2 separate regions of the Mus musculus genome follow, and region 1 is linked to region 2. A link is a contact called in public HiChIP or PLAC-seq data. All regions are on one chromosome and are shown on one strand. Each heading gives the region's core, a stretch centred on a gene start, on an enhancer-like site or on the middle of the called end of the contact. The rest is flanking DNA. Distances are from core to core; before and after follow the strand shown.

Region 1 (5,692 bases), core at 615-3,114, 380 kb after region 2:
CTGTGTTCTATCCCACGCTGCCACAGATCCTCTGCTTCACTCAGGCCCAAGTTAGTGTGATACAAAGAACTTCGTGTTGAGCTCAGATCGATACTACAGCTTAGAACTGCTATGAGTTTCAAGAGACACGCAGGAGACCACCAGCGTCTCCGGGACACCACAGTGTCCTTTGCAGGTTCACACACTGCTGGCTTATTAAACACGCGCTTCAGACCACGTCTCTCCTCATTCATTTGTGATCTGGACACTGGGGACTTTTTGGTATCAGGTTAGAAGAAGCTTGGGGGTTTAAAACAGGTAATAAAAGTCAAACAATACCAGAAATTACAAAGTCATGGTGAATGGGTGGAGGAGGCCATCGGCCCCTCTGGAGGATAGAAGGTTCTCGATTTTACCTGTCTGTCTCTAAGTCCATTACAAATGCTCACCTCACTCCCTACAAGACCTTGTACATTTCTCTAGGCTTAGGAGACCTTTCGCTGCTGAAGGCCTGGCTCTTGAATGTCACATGGTAGTGCTGGCTAAACTCTGAGGAGGAAATGAAACTCCTCATTAGTTCTGTAGAACCTGGTGCTACAAAACCAAGCAGCAAAGACCTGGAATGAGATTGTAGGTACAGGCTACTCTGGCATTTAAAGGTGTTGAGCCTGCCATATCTTGGAATGCTGTGGACAGCATGTCTCTCGCTCCAGGCTTTGTCCTCTATCTGGAGTAAAGGGTGTTGAGACAGACTACAGTTGTGAAAATTCATCAAAACTATACTTTAGATTCGTGCCTTTTACTGTAAGTGGCATCTCAGGAGAGGAGGGATTGAGGGAGATGGAATATTGATGATGATACTGTCCTTGGTACATCTTTGTGTGTGTGTGTGTGTGTGTGTGTGTGTGTGTGGTTTTGGGGATAACATCCGCCAAGGGCTATGTATACTATGCAGGTGCCTACCACCAAGCTCCAGCCCTGGTACTCTGAGTTCACTGGTTATCTTTGCGGGTTGGGGAACTGAGAGGTTTGTATCTAGACCCTCTTGAGTGCTAGGCAGGTGCTCTGCCACTGAGCTAAATCTTCAGACTCCTTTTCTGTTTTTACATTGAGACAAAAATCTCACTAAGTTCCCTAAACTGAGGCCCATCTAGGTCTCTGACGTGACTGGGAATTCAGTGGCTTGTGCCCCCTGCATCTGGCCTTCTCTATGTGGGTTCCATGCATCTTTCTGATTTCACCCACGTCACCTGAGGCTCAATGGCAGCGCCATCACCTTTCCCCTTCTCACCTGTGAAAGGCCATCCTGTCAGAACCTTCTCTGCGGCTTTGAGAAACATTTAGGGTAAAGTCAAAGGGAAGGCTATCATGACATCTGAAAGAGTAAAAGATCCAGACTTGTAATCCTAGCTACTCTGGAGATGGAGGCAGGAGGATTGCCACACCATGGTCTGCCTGGGCAAGTTCAAAGGCAACCTGGGGGACCAAGTGAGACCCTGTCTCAAAAGAAAAAAAAAATTAAAAACAGACTGGCTACGTAGATCAATGGTAGAGCACGTGCCTAGCATGCACAAGGCCCTAGATTCAACACCCAAAACTGAAACTAAACAAAACAGAAACCACGGGTTTCTCCCTAGCCTCAGAGGCAGACGTCTGTCCACATCCACAGGTCTGCTCTATCTATGTGGGCATCTCGGCGGGCAGCCTCTGAGCGCAGGATCTGCCTCCTTGACCTTCTCATAGAACGTCTGTTCTTTCAAACGCCTGTCAGGCTATAGCAGATATTACAAAGCTTGCACGAAGGCAAATATAGGGCCTGCCTTGGAGCCGTGCAAAGGCTGAGCTTTGATTTTATCTTCTGTTGGTTTCCTCAGCATAGCTAATGCCATGTTTCTGGTCAATAGACATGAAGGTGGAACTGCTCTGAGCAGGTCCGAGCCGGTCCGTTTCATCCCGTGGCCTGCTGACCTTGACGGCACTTTCATGTCCATTCATAGAGAGTTTACTGTAAAATGAAATTAAAGCAAACTGGATTCTCTCCAGAAAGGCAACGCTGGAGATATCTATGAGCGGGGAAATGCATCTACTGTACTCACTGCAGACTTCCCGAGCTCCCAGCCTCCCTCTCTCCTCTCACCTCGAACCCTCTCCTCCAGCTCTGCAGTGCAGATGGGAGGGGAGGGGAGGGGAGGGGAGGGGAGGGGAGGGGAGGGGAGGGGAGGGGAGGGGAGGGGAGGGGAGAGGAGAGGAGAGGAGAGGAGAGGAGAGGAGAGGAGAGGAGAGGAGAGGAGAGGAGAGGAGAGGAGAGGAGAGGAGAGATACCATGCGTGCCTATAGCCAGCCCTCCATCATCACCTCATAGCTTCAGGTCAAACGTCCTAGTCCTTTTTAGATGAACTTTAGAAGGAAACTCATTCCTCATCTTTCACACATTTCAAGATGTCTGCATTTCAGCTGAGCGCAACCCTCACAGCCACATAATAAACTATCCTCCTGCCCCCAGAGTTTAAAGGGAAAACCGAGTGGGGGTCCAAAGCATCTGTGGGTAGATGCAGTTTGGCATCTTAATAAATGTCTTAAATTTTTTTGAGTGGAACCTTGGCTTTTGTCTGTAAACCCTCGGGGGTAAAATGTGAACCCATTTCCTCACCGAAGAAATGTCACAGCACTTGACAGGCTGGGTTCTTTGATCCTCAAACATTGTGCCCCTCTGTGCTCTGTCTGTCCTTCCTTGCCGCCCCCCTCCCCAACCTAACTGAGGCTTTGTAACCTGATGCGCTATAAAGAGCATTTTCTACAAGGGTACAAAGTGATGTCCTTGCTTAATACTAAAGCTGTCCACCCATCGCCCTCGTCCCAAGTCCCGTCCCCTCCGAAGGCATGCACCATAAGGCTTGGCTGGCAGGCACGGAAGCTGGTTCAGCTGTTTTGAATTAGAGGTAGGGGGAGGCTTCTTTGTAATATATGACTTAATCAGTGTTCCTGAAGTAAACAACCCAAACTGAAGCTGGCAAGGACCGCCATTTGGACGACGTAAACCTCCTTTGGCTTTGGAGCAGGGACAGGATGTGGGACAAATAGGTGTGTTAGAGTTGATTGTTACAGATGGGTAGTGGTCCTTGGCCCTCCGTGGGAATGAAATATGGCAGTTGTGTTATTAGAATCCCCAGAGAAAGGACAGGATGCCAAGTTGAGTTTGAGTTCCAAATAGATAACAAATAACCGTTTAATATAAATAGATGACTACATTGCTTGGTGACTACAGAACCAATGAAACTCCAAGGCTGAAGAGGGGATTGTGTTCTTCATGTTATGTCTTTCCACCAAGACAGGGATCTACAAGTTAGGCCTGGTTCTGCCTCCCAGCCCCACGCTCCCAGAAACAAGACACAGACTCTAAATATATTTACAAATACCTTGGCCATATAGCCGGGCTCTACTCTGACTAGATCATAACTAGAGACACCCATTTATTTTAACCTACATTCTGCCACGTGGTTGGCTACCTGTGCTCAGGGACCATGTGTCAGTCTGGTCATACCTTCCCTAGGGAAACTCCTGCTTGGCTCTATCCCAGAATTCTTTCTCTTCCTGGATATTCTACCTCCTATTTCCTGCCTAAGCCATAGGGCATAGGCTTTTTAATTGATAGGTGATGCATCCATACAAAAAAGATATTCTTTCTTCACAAGGTTGGTGAACTTCAACAGGAAAGACTCTATGTGAAAACCCAGCCATGTCTGTGTCTGCTGGTCCATGCTTTCTCCTTAATACAAGATTTCTGTCAATAACACCCCAGCAGAGTTGGCATTAGCCTCACGAGGAAGCAGGCTGTGTAGAGGTGCCACCACCCCACAAAACAGAAAGGCAATGCTGTCACCATCCCAGTCAGTTCCATTGCGGAGACCTTAGTTAACCTACTGATTGAATTACTCAATGATGTCACCCAGAGGAATAACATCCATTGTTAAAATGGAAAAAAAAAAGCACTCAAAAATAACATTTGAGTTGTTACGATTTCTCCAACTGTAAATTTTAGGGAATTGTGTTATGTGTTTCAACTTTATAGTGAAGGTTCCTTATAAATCATGATTGTCCTCTCTGTTGCTGAAGGGCCACATAGAAAACAGCTCCTGAGAAAGTATGTGGAGATGTCAGAGCTGCCATGGTATAGTAGCGAGGAGGGAGTGTAAGGCTCAGAGAGGTTGTAATGTGGATTTACTGTGTAAGATTCGAGAACCTGCGTCCTCGCTGAGCCCTTGGGAAGACTCAACTACATTCTCACTGTGGAGTTGAGGAATGTGTTGGTATAGGAGCATGAGGATTTCTGAGCTCAGTGAAATAGTGAGAGATGCAGTGTAGAGTTAGAACATTCTAGAAAGACCCACAGTCCTGGAACAGCACCACTTCCTCTGTCCTAGACTATTTTCTACTCTAAAAAACATGGTGGTTAAATTATGAAAACTAGAGAAATCTTTTTTTTAAAGATTTATTTATTTTATGTATATGAGTACACACTGTAGCTGTACAGATGGTTGTGAGCCTTCATGTGGTTGTTGGGAGTTGAATTTGGGACCTCTGCTTGCTCCGGCCCAAAGATTTATTTATTATTATAAATAAGTACACTGTAGCTGTCTTCAGACGCACCAGAGAAGGGCGTCAGATCTCATCACAGGTGGTTGTGAGCCACCATGTGTTTGCTGGGATTTGAACTCAGGACCTTCGGAAGAGCAGTCAGTGCTCTTAACCGCTGAGCCATTCCTCCAGCTCCCTAGAGAAATCTTTTTAAGCTCACAGTTCTGATGGTTAGAGACTCCATGACAGTGTGACACCAGCTGGGGAAGGCCTCTTTGCTGCCACACAACACAAAGTGGTGGTGGTGGTGATGATGGTGAGCCACAAGATGAGATGGCTCATATGCATCAGACAGAGCCTGCTTTTATAACCAAGCCACTCTCAAGATAACTCCTATTAATTGACAACTCCATAGACATATAAATCTACAGGTGAGGGCAGAGGCCCCATCCCAAGGTTGCCCTTCTCAACAAGCTGCACTGGAAACAAAGCTTCCAACGGATGAATTTTTCTAGATTATATCCAAACTATATCACCACCTGCAGTCAAATGCCAACTGCCTACTGCATGCGAGTCACCTGGAGAATGAGTCTCTAGGTGGCAAATACCCAGATTATCCTCATGCCTCTGTTGGGCCACTGGATCCTCATAGTAATGGAACCCAAGAAGAGGACTTTTTGGATCAGCCCAACCAGAGATGTAGCAAGCATACACAACAGGAAGGAAAAAGTTCTAAGTTTTTCCAATGAGACCAAAGGAAGGAAACACATACACACACACACACATATGCATAGCACTCATACACTCTTAGACACCTGCAACTGGCCCGCTAGGAAGGACAGAGAATTTGAGAAATCCACTGGGGTCCGAGGGAAGGAAATCCTTACACCAGAGGGAAGGCAGAGATACTAAAAATCCAGGTTAGAGTTTCTAGAGATATAGCCAAGGCTGGAATCATGACCCACAGTTTGTGGGATAAAGCTGGGAAGACCAGCACCACACAGAGGGACCTCAGAAATGGCAAGAGAGGACATTATAAGGCATTGCAGAGGGTGACCTGCTGACCTGGAAAATTCATAAGGAAAAGGTAGACATGCTAAAAATCAACATGGGAGGAGGCAAGAGCCAAGCTGGGTAA
Region 2 (5,931 bases), core at 2,303-4,802:
TGTCTCGGAAAACAAAACAAAACAAAACAAAAACAAAAAAAAAACCCAACCAAACAAACAAAAAATAAAATAAAATCAGAGAAAGACCAGAAGGATGGACAATGTAAAATTCAACTGAAAGCACTTTAATACTGTGTTTTCATTCCTAGAGCATTCCTAGGCTACTCCAACTGTTAAAAGGACTGCTACCTCTGCCATAGAAGCGATTCATGAAATGTTAATGGGTCGTCTTGCTGTTTAGGAGAGCCAGTTCAGATTCATGTTATTTTTAAGGTAGATGGAATCGCCAAAGGAGCAGGAGGGGTGAGGTGTTCAGTTGTATTTGCCAGTTAGGTAACCAGAGGCCATTTTCTCAACTGTTCCCAAATCTCTATTCCACCAGAGAGACAACTCTCACTCAATAAAGTGCTTTGCCCTTGTAGGAAAGACACTCGCAACTCTCCATATGCACAGTTGCCTTTGAATCCAAAGGAAGCCATAAGGGCTTATTTAACACACACCATCCAGTGCTCTGGTGAGGTGGGAGGGAAAAGGTGAGCATCACTCAGTGGCCTTGTCACTATCAGACTCCTGCCCTGAGTCTTCAGTCCTCCTATTCCAGGATCCTGGACATAAGGGAAATACCAAGTTCGGGTCAGGGAGGAATGGTGGCAGTTTTCCTCTTTGGTTTGAATCTGGGCGGGGCAGGACAGAAGCAGTTTGGAAGCCTGGTGAGACTTGGTCCAGCTGAGGATCCAACATCCCAATGTGGTCGGTTTCCTTTCAAGCCGAGGGGAGGGGATTACCCAGGCTTTGGGCTTTGGGGCCAGGAGCGCAGAAAGCGCTTTGATTTATGAGCTGAAGCAGAGCAGCCGTCGCCATTGGTGAGGGTGACTCACCAGGGGTGCGGGTGGGAGGTAGATCCGGAGAGGGGCCTATACCAGGCAACTGGGCTGGGGGTTGAGGGTGTGGAGTTAATGGGGAGGAGGATGAAGTCAGCAGAGCATGGCTCAGGATATGTGTGTGTGTGTGTGTGTGTGTGTGTGTGTGTGTGTAGATTAGATCCTGGGAACTGGGCCGGTTCCATAGCAAAGGTTACAGGACAGCTGGTCAGCATGTGCCACCGGCTTCCTACCCAGTGCCTAGGAGATTCCTTCAGTCCATCTGCAGAGCACTCCGGGGTAGGTGGGGTCTCCTAACCAGTGCTCTTTCTTCGGGTCGCCCCCTCTCTCAAGACGGAGAGGGTGCTCGCAGGTCGCCCGGCATGTTTTGTTTATGGTTACCCGCAACAAGGGTCAGGGCTGCACAGTGCGCCTCTCTCCCTGCCTGGGGTGAGCTGTGGGCCTCCAGCTCCACCCGGGCGCAGGGCATAGTAGCGAGGGAGGGCTCTGGAATGCGCAGGGTGATCACCTTCACCTGGCCCAGGCTGGCTGCTTCCATGGCTCCCGGGTTCCTTCCCAGAGCAAAACATTTGAACTGCATTTTGATTCTCTTCTCCCCAATCCCCGCGGGGAGGGGGCCATCAACCTTCTGCTTACTTTACCCTTACAACAACAACAACAACAACAACAACAGCAGCAGCAGCAGCAGCAGCAGCAGCAACAACAACCACTACACACCTAAACAACAACACACCCACACACACAAACACCCACACACAGCCAAGGGTCTGACTCTAGCAGACACAAAAGAGAAGAACAAAACAAAACAAAACAAAAACCCTGCATTTTATACGAAAGAGAGAGAGAGAGAGAGAGAGTGTGTGTGGGTCTGTGTGTGTGTAGGATGGCTGAAGGAGGACTGAGTGGATAGCTCCCCTACTTCTTTCCTGCTGCCCACCTTATGCCAGCCGGCTTGTCTCCTATTCCCAAAGTCAGTAGGGGATCATGCTGTGTTAGGGGGTCCAAGAAACTGTCCTTCAGTCCTGCCACCTCTGAGGCACTGTAACCCGATCCGAAGTTGTTCAGAATCAGGTTTCAAAACACCGCAGAGACGAGCAGCACCCACACCCCACGCTGCCCTAGCAGCGATGGGAACCGCGGCGGGCAGGGTAAATGATTAACTCTGTCATATTAAAGCCTCGACGTCCCCAGACCCCATCTGAGCCACTAGTCTCCATTAACTCTCCTTTTCCTTCCAGAGAGCCCCTGGTGACCTCCAGGGCAAGCCCGGGCTTCAGTCGAACCCTGGGTACCCTGGAGCGTGTGCGCACTCCAGGCTCCGGGTAACCCCGCGGAGGCAGGGACCCCGGCCGGCGCCGGCAGCCCCTGCGGGCCCAGAGCTGCCGTGAGAGCAGCCTTGCCGGCAGCGTGCGCACACATTCCCTAAAAGAACCAAGGCGAGAGTGGCAACTTCAAAGGCAGCAGGATGGGGGTGGGAAGCCGGGCAGCAGTGACCAGCCGAGGTGGGGGCGGGGACTGGACCTAAGAGGGCGACCAGAAACTTCTGGGGGCAGGAGGGGGAGGGTTAGGAGGGAGGATCCCCCGCCCGCTCGTTGCCACCGTCGTCCCCCCTACCACCCCGGTAGGGAAGCGAGGTGGGGGGCGGGGAGAGGTGGGCAGCCGGACCAGGCTGGTGGGGAAGGTAAGCGCCATGTTTTCGAGCGCTAGGAGGAAAAGAAAGCTGGGAAAGGGTGGGGGGAGGAAGGGGGAGGAGGAAAGTTGGCGCTCACCTTTTGGACTGGGTCTCGGAGGGGTTTCGGTCACGCTGCCGCCGGTTCTTGAACCAGTTGCTGACCTGGGTGAGGGAGAGGCCGGTGATCTTGGCCAGGTGCCGCTTCTCAGCCGGCGAGGGGTAGCGATTCTGCTTGTAGAGCTCCTTGAGCGCGTTGCGCGACTTCTCCTTGAAACAATACACCGTCTCCTCGCCGTCCCAGATGGTGCGGGGCAAGGGGAATTTCCTGCGCAGCCGGTACTTGTCCACGGCGCCCAGCGGCCGGCCGCGCGCTCGCTCGGCCTCGGTGTAGCGCGCCTTGTACCAGAGCTGCTGCAGCAGCGGATGGTTGGCCGACTCGAAGCTGTGGCTCTCGAGGATGCTGTACAACTCAGGGTAGATGCCCTGGTGGAAGGCCACGAGCGCTCGCGCCTTCAGAAGGCTCTCGTTGCCACGTAGCAGATCGCTCTGGGGCAGGGACCAAAGAAACCGGGCCAGGCGGTCCAGGTTGCCCCCCTGCTGCAACGCCTCGCACACGCAGGCGACATGGTCCGGCGAGAAGGCCAGTGGGGGCTGCGCGGCGGCTGCGTGCTGGTGCCTGCCCAGAAGTTCCGAGTGGAGTTGTACCTGATCTGCCGCTCCCGCCGCCGCTGCCCCTTCCTCCCGGCTTACCCTGGAGGCAGCCGCGGCGTCCCCCGGCTCCAGGGGGAAAGGAGCTGGAGCCGGGGGGCTCAGCCCAGCCGCCGCGCCCCCCGCCACTTCTCGGTGCGCCTCCTGTCCTTCCGAGGCGCTTTCCATCCCATTCTCCTGCTTGATGTCCGCCGCACTTGCAATCTGCCCGGTGGGGGAGGAAGAGGACATTTTTTGTTGTTTATTTTCCTCCCTCCCTCACTCCCTCGCACTCTTTTCCTCTTTCTTTCCCCCTCTCTTACTCCTCCTTCTTCGCCTCCCTCCCCCTCCCCCCTCCGGAAAGCCCACTCCCTCCCTCCCGGTTTCGGCTGGATCTGGCCGATCAGGTTTCCCCCAGGCCACGCAGTCACCATTAAGATAGCTGCTAGAGCAAAGTAGTGTAAACGGATAGCTGCTTTCTGCCGTTCCCCCAACGTGACTCCTCCGGTTGCTGCATACTATATGGCACTGGCCGCCCGGCCGGCCCGGCCGAGCCACCCCATTGGCTATTTCGCATTCAGTGGGAGGAGGAGACACCGTTTCTATCCCTGTCGATCACCCGCCTCCCACTCCACCCCTTGCCTTTCCCTCTCTCCCTGACCCCCAGGCACCTTTACCTGCCGGAAAACACCGACATTCTTTTCTGGCCAAGCTTCTGAATGGGCAGTTATTTAGTGTGGCCTGAAAATTGGACAGCTCTTTCAAAGAAAGGCCCAGTGATTCCCAAGGGAATACTAATCGCGTGACCTTAAAGTCTGGACAGCTAAAATTTTAACAAAGAGACCACCCTCAGTATGTAGATAACAAAACTTCAGAGACTAATTCCGAAGCTCCCCAGCACCTCCTCCCCCCACCCCCCAAACTAAGGGATGTCTTTATTAAGGATGTGTATTCAAGAGTCAAGAACAGCACTAAGGAATGCTCTGATAGAGAAGCATTGGTAGTAATGAAAATTCCGGAGGGGGAGATCTTGAAAAACCTTGAAATGAGCAGTGTGTGTAGCCCACCGAGATGACAAAGGCAAGAAGCATTAAAAAAAAAAAAAGGCAGAAACCCTGAGATGGACCTAATACAAATAAGCATATAGAAAATAAACCTGGATGTTTATACTGGGTAAGTAGTATAGAAGAGAGCTAAATTATAATGGACTAGGGCATAAATCTATTTACCATAGTAGAAACATTCAAAATGTGGATACCATCAGCACCCCCCTACACACACACACACACACACACACACACACACACATACACACACACACACACACACACACACACACGATGTGGTGCTGGAATGGATAAATAGTTTCTCTTTGAAGGTGATAGATAGGTCTGGGAAGAACACCATCTCTATATGCGGGTCTATTGGAAGAGATCCGGACAGAATCAGCAACCCTTGCTAGGATTGCTCCGCCAGGGTTGAGGCTGAAGGGAGGAGGTGCAATGTGGCTATCTTCAGTTGGGATTCTGTCCTTCATGGTTTGCATGAGGTCTTAGCTCAGAGAGGGATGGTGAGCCTGTCTCTGGCTACTGTGGGCCAGTTGAATTTGTTTGCATATGCTTCTTCTCAAACTCTTAACAGCTAAATGTCCTCCCCCTAACCTTTACTTCAGGGTGGCCTTGTAGTGTTTCTGCTTCCCAGTCACTCATAACTGCCTATTTCAGCATGTTGTCAGGCAGCTGTTCAGGTCACCTGCTGTCACTTCAATTTGGTGAGGTTTGCTTTCTTCCCATTTCTTCCCTTCCCTTCCCTTCCCTTCCCTTCCCTTCCCTTCCCTTCCCTTCCCTTCCCTTCCCTTCCCTTCCCTTCCCTTCCCTTCCCTTCCCTTCCCTTTTCCCTTCCCTTTTCCCTTCCCTTTTCCTGTTCCCTTTCCTTTTCCCTTTCTCTCTCTCTCTTCCTTCCTTCCTTCCTTCCTTCCTTCCTTCCTTCCTTCCTTCCTTCCTTCCTTCCTCTCTCTCCCTCTCTCTCTCTCTCTCTCTCTCTCTCTCTCTCTCTCTCTCTTTCTTTCTTTCTTTCTTTCTTTCTTTCTTTCTTTCTTGTGTTTTTGTTTTTTCGAGACAGGGTTTCTCTGTGTAGCTCTAGCTGACCTGGAACTCACTTTGTAGACCAGGCTGGCCTCAAACTCAGAAATCCACCTGCCTCTGCCTCCCAAGTGCTGGGATTAAAGGCATGCGCCACCACCGCCGGCTCTTTTTTTCTTTTTTCTTTCTTTCTACCACTTTATTCTTGGTTAGCTGAGATATTTGATACATAACCTAACTGCTCTCCATTAAAATGTTTATTTGTGTGTGTGTGTGCATGCGCGAGCACATGCAAGAACACACATGCCAGCCATGACACATGTGTGAAGGTCAGAGGACAACTCGAGAGTTGGTTGTCTGATTTTGATTCTCTTCTTCCACTGTATTGGTGCTGGGGATTGAACTCAGGTGAACTGTGAGGCTTAATGGCAAGCACCTTTGCACGGTCAGCTATCTCAGTAGCCCCCACTTCTCTCCTTCTTTTTTGCTTCAAAAACAGTATCCTAGTGTGGTGAAATTGTAAGTGACATCTTCGGCAGATTTAAAATTGATAACCATAGGCAACACTTTATATCTCTCCTCCTTTGAAAACGTCCGGATAGCTATCAAG

The links. HiChIP or PLAC-seq counts read pairs in DNA pulled down with a chosen protein or histone mark.
Region 1: a contact with region 2 is called in an H3K27ac HiChIP or PLAC-seq map of regulatory T cell precursor, with 8 times the contacts expected there. The contact joins the enhancer-like site here to the promoter of Six4 in region 2. A contact is called at or near these places in 9 of 39 promoter capture datasets (the C10 cell line, the HPC-7 cell line, cranial neural crest and 6 more), 1 of 15 datasets of contacts at CTCF or cohesin (the NIH/3T3 cell line), 4 of 484 Hi-C or Micro-C datasets (bone marrow-derived macrophages, cerebral cortex, muscle stem cells and 1 more), 25 of 115 datasets of contacts at active chromatin or transcription factors (the 230-238 cell line, the NIH/3T3 cell line, T-cell acute lymphoblastic leukemia and 18 more) and 3 of 9 other capture datasets (adipose tissue, liver and macrophages).

Annotation. Positions count from the first base shown.
Region 1 is chr12:73,492,522-73,498,213 of GRCm38.p6, forward strand. The region is part of intron 2 of Gm34080 (a long non-coding RNA gene); the gene reads left to right. Gm34016 (a long non-coding RNA gene) reads right to left here. Exons shown (of 4, transcript XR_381683.2): 3 at 1,271-1,354. Among named protein-coding and RNA genes, the nearest start is that of Gm34016, 14 kb to the right of the region's middle. Within about 2 kb of position 1,865, at least 20 of the 459 cell types and tissues checked have an H3K27ac peak or open chromatin away from gene starts, as enhancers often do. A contact at or near this core is called in regulatory T cell precursor, where this site is marked.
Region 2 is chr12:73,109,693-73,115,623 of GRCm38.p6, forward strand. It overlaps Six4 (sine oculis-related homeobox 4), which reads right to left and starts at 3,553. Exons shown (of 3, transcript NM_011382.3): 1 at 2,651-3,553. The coding sequence starts at 3,492. It also overlaps a transcript of Mnat1 not described here.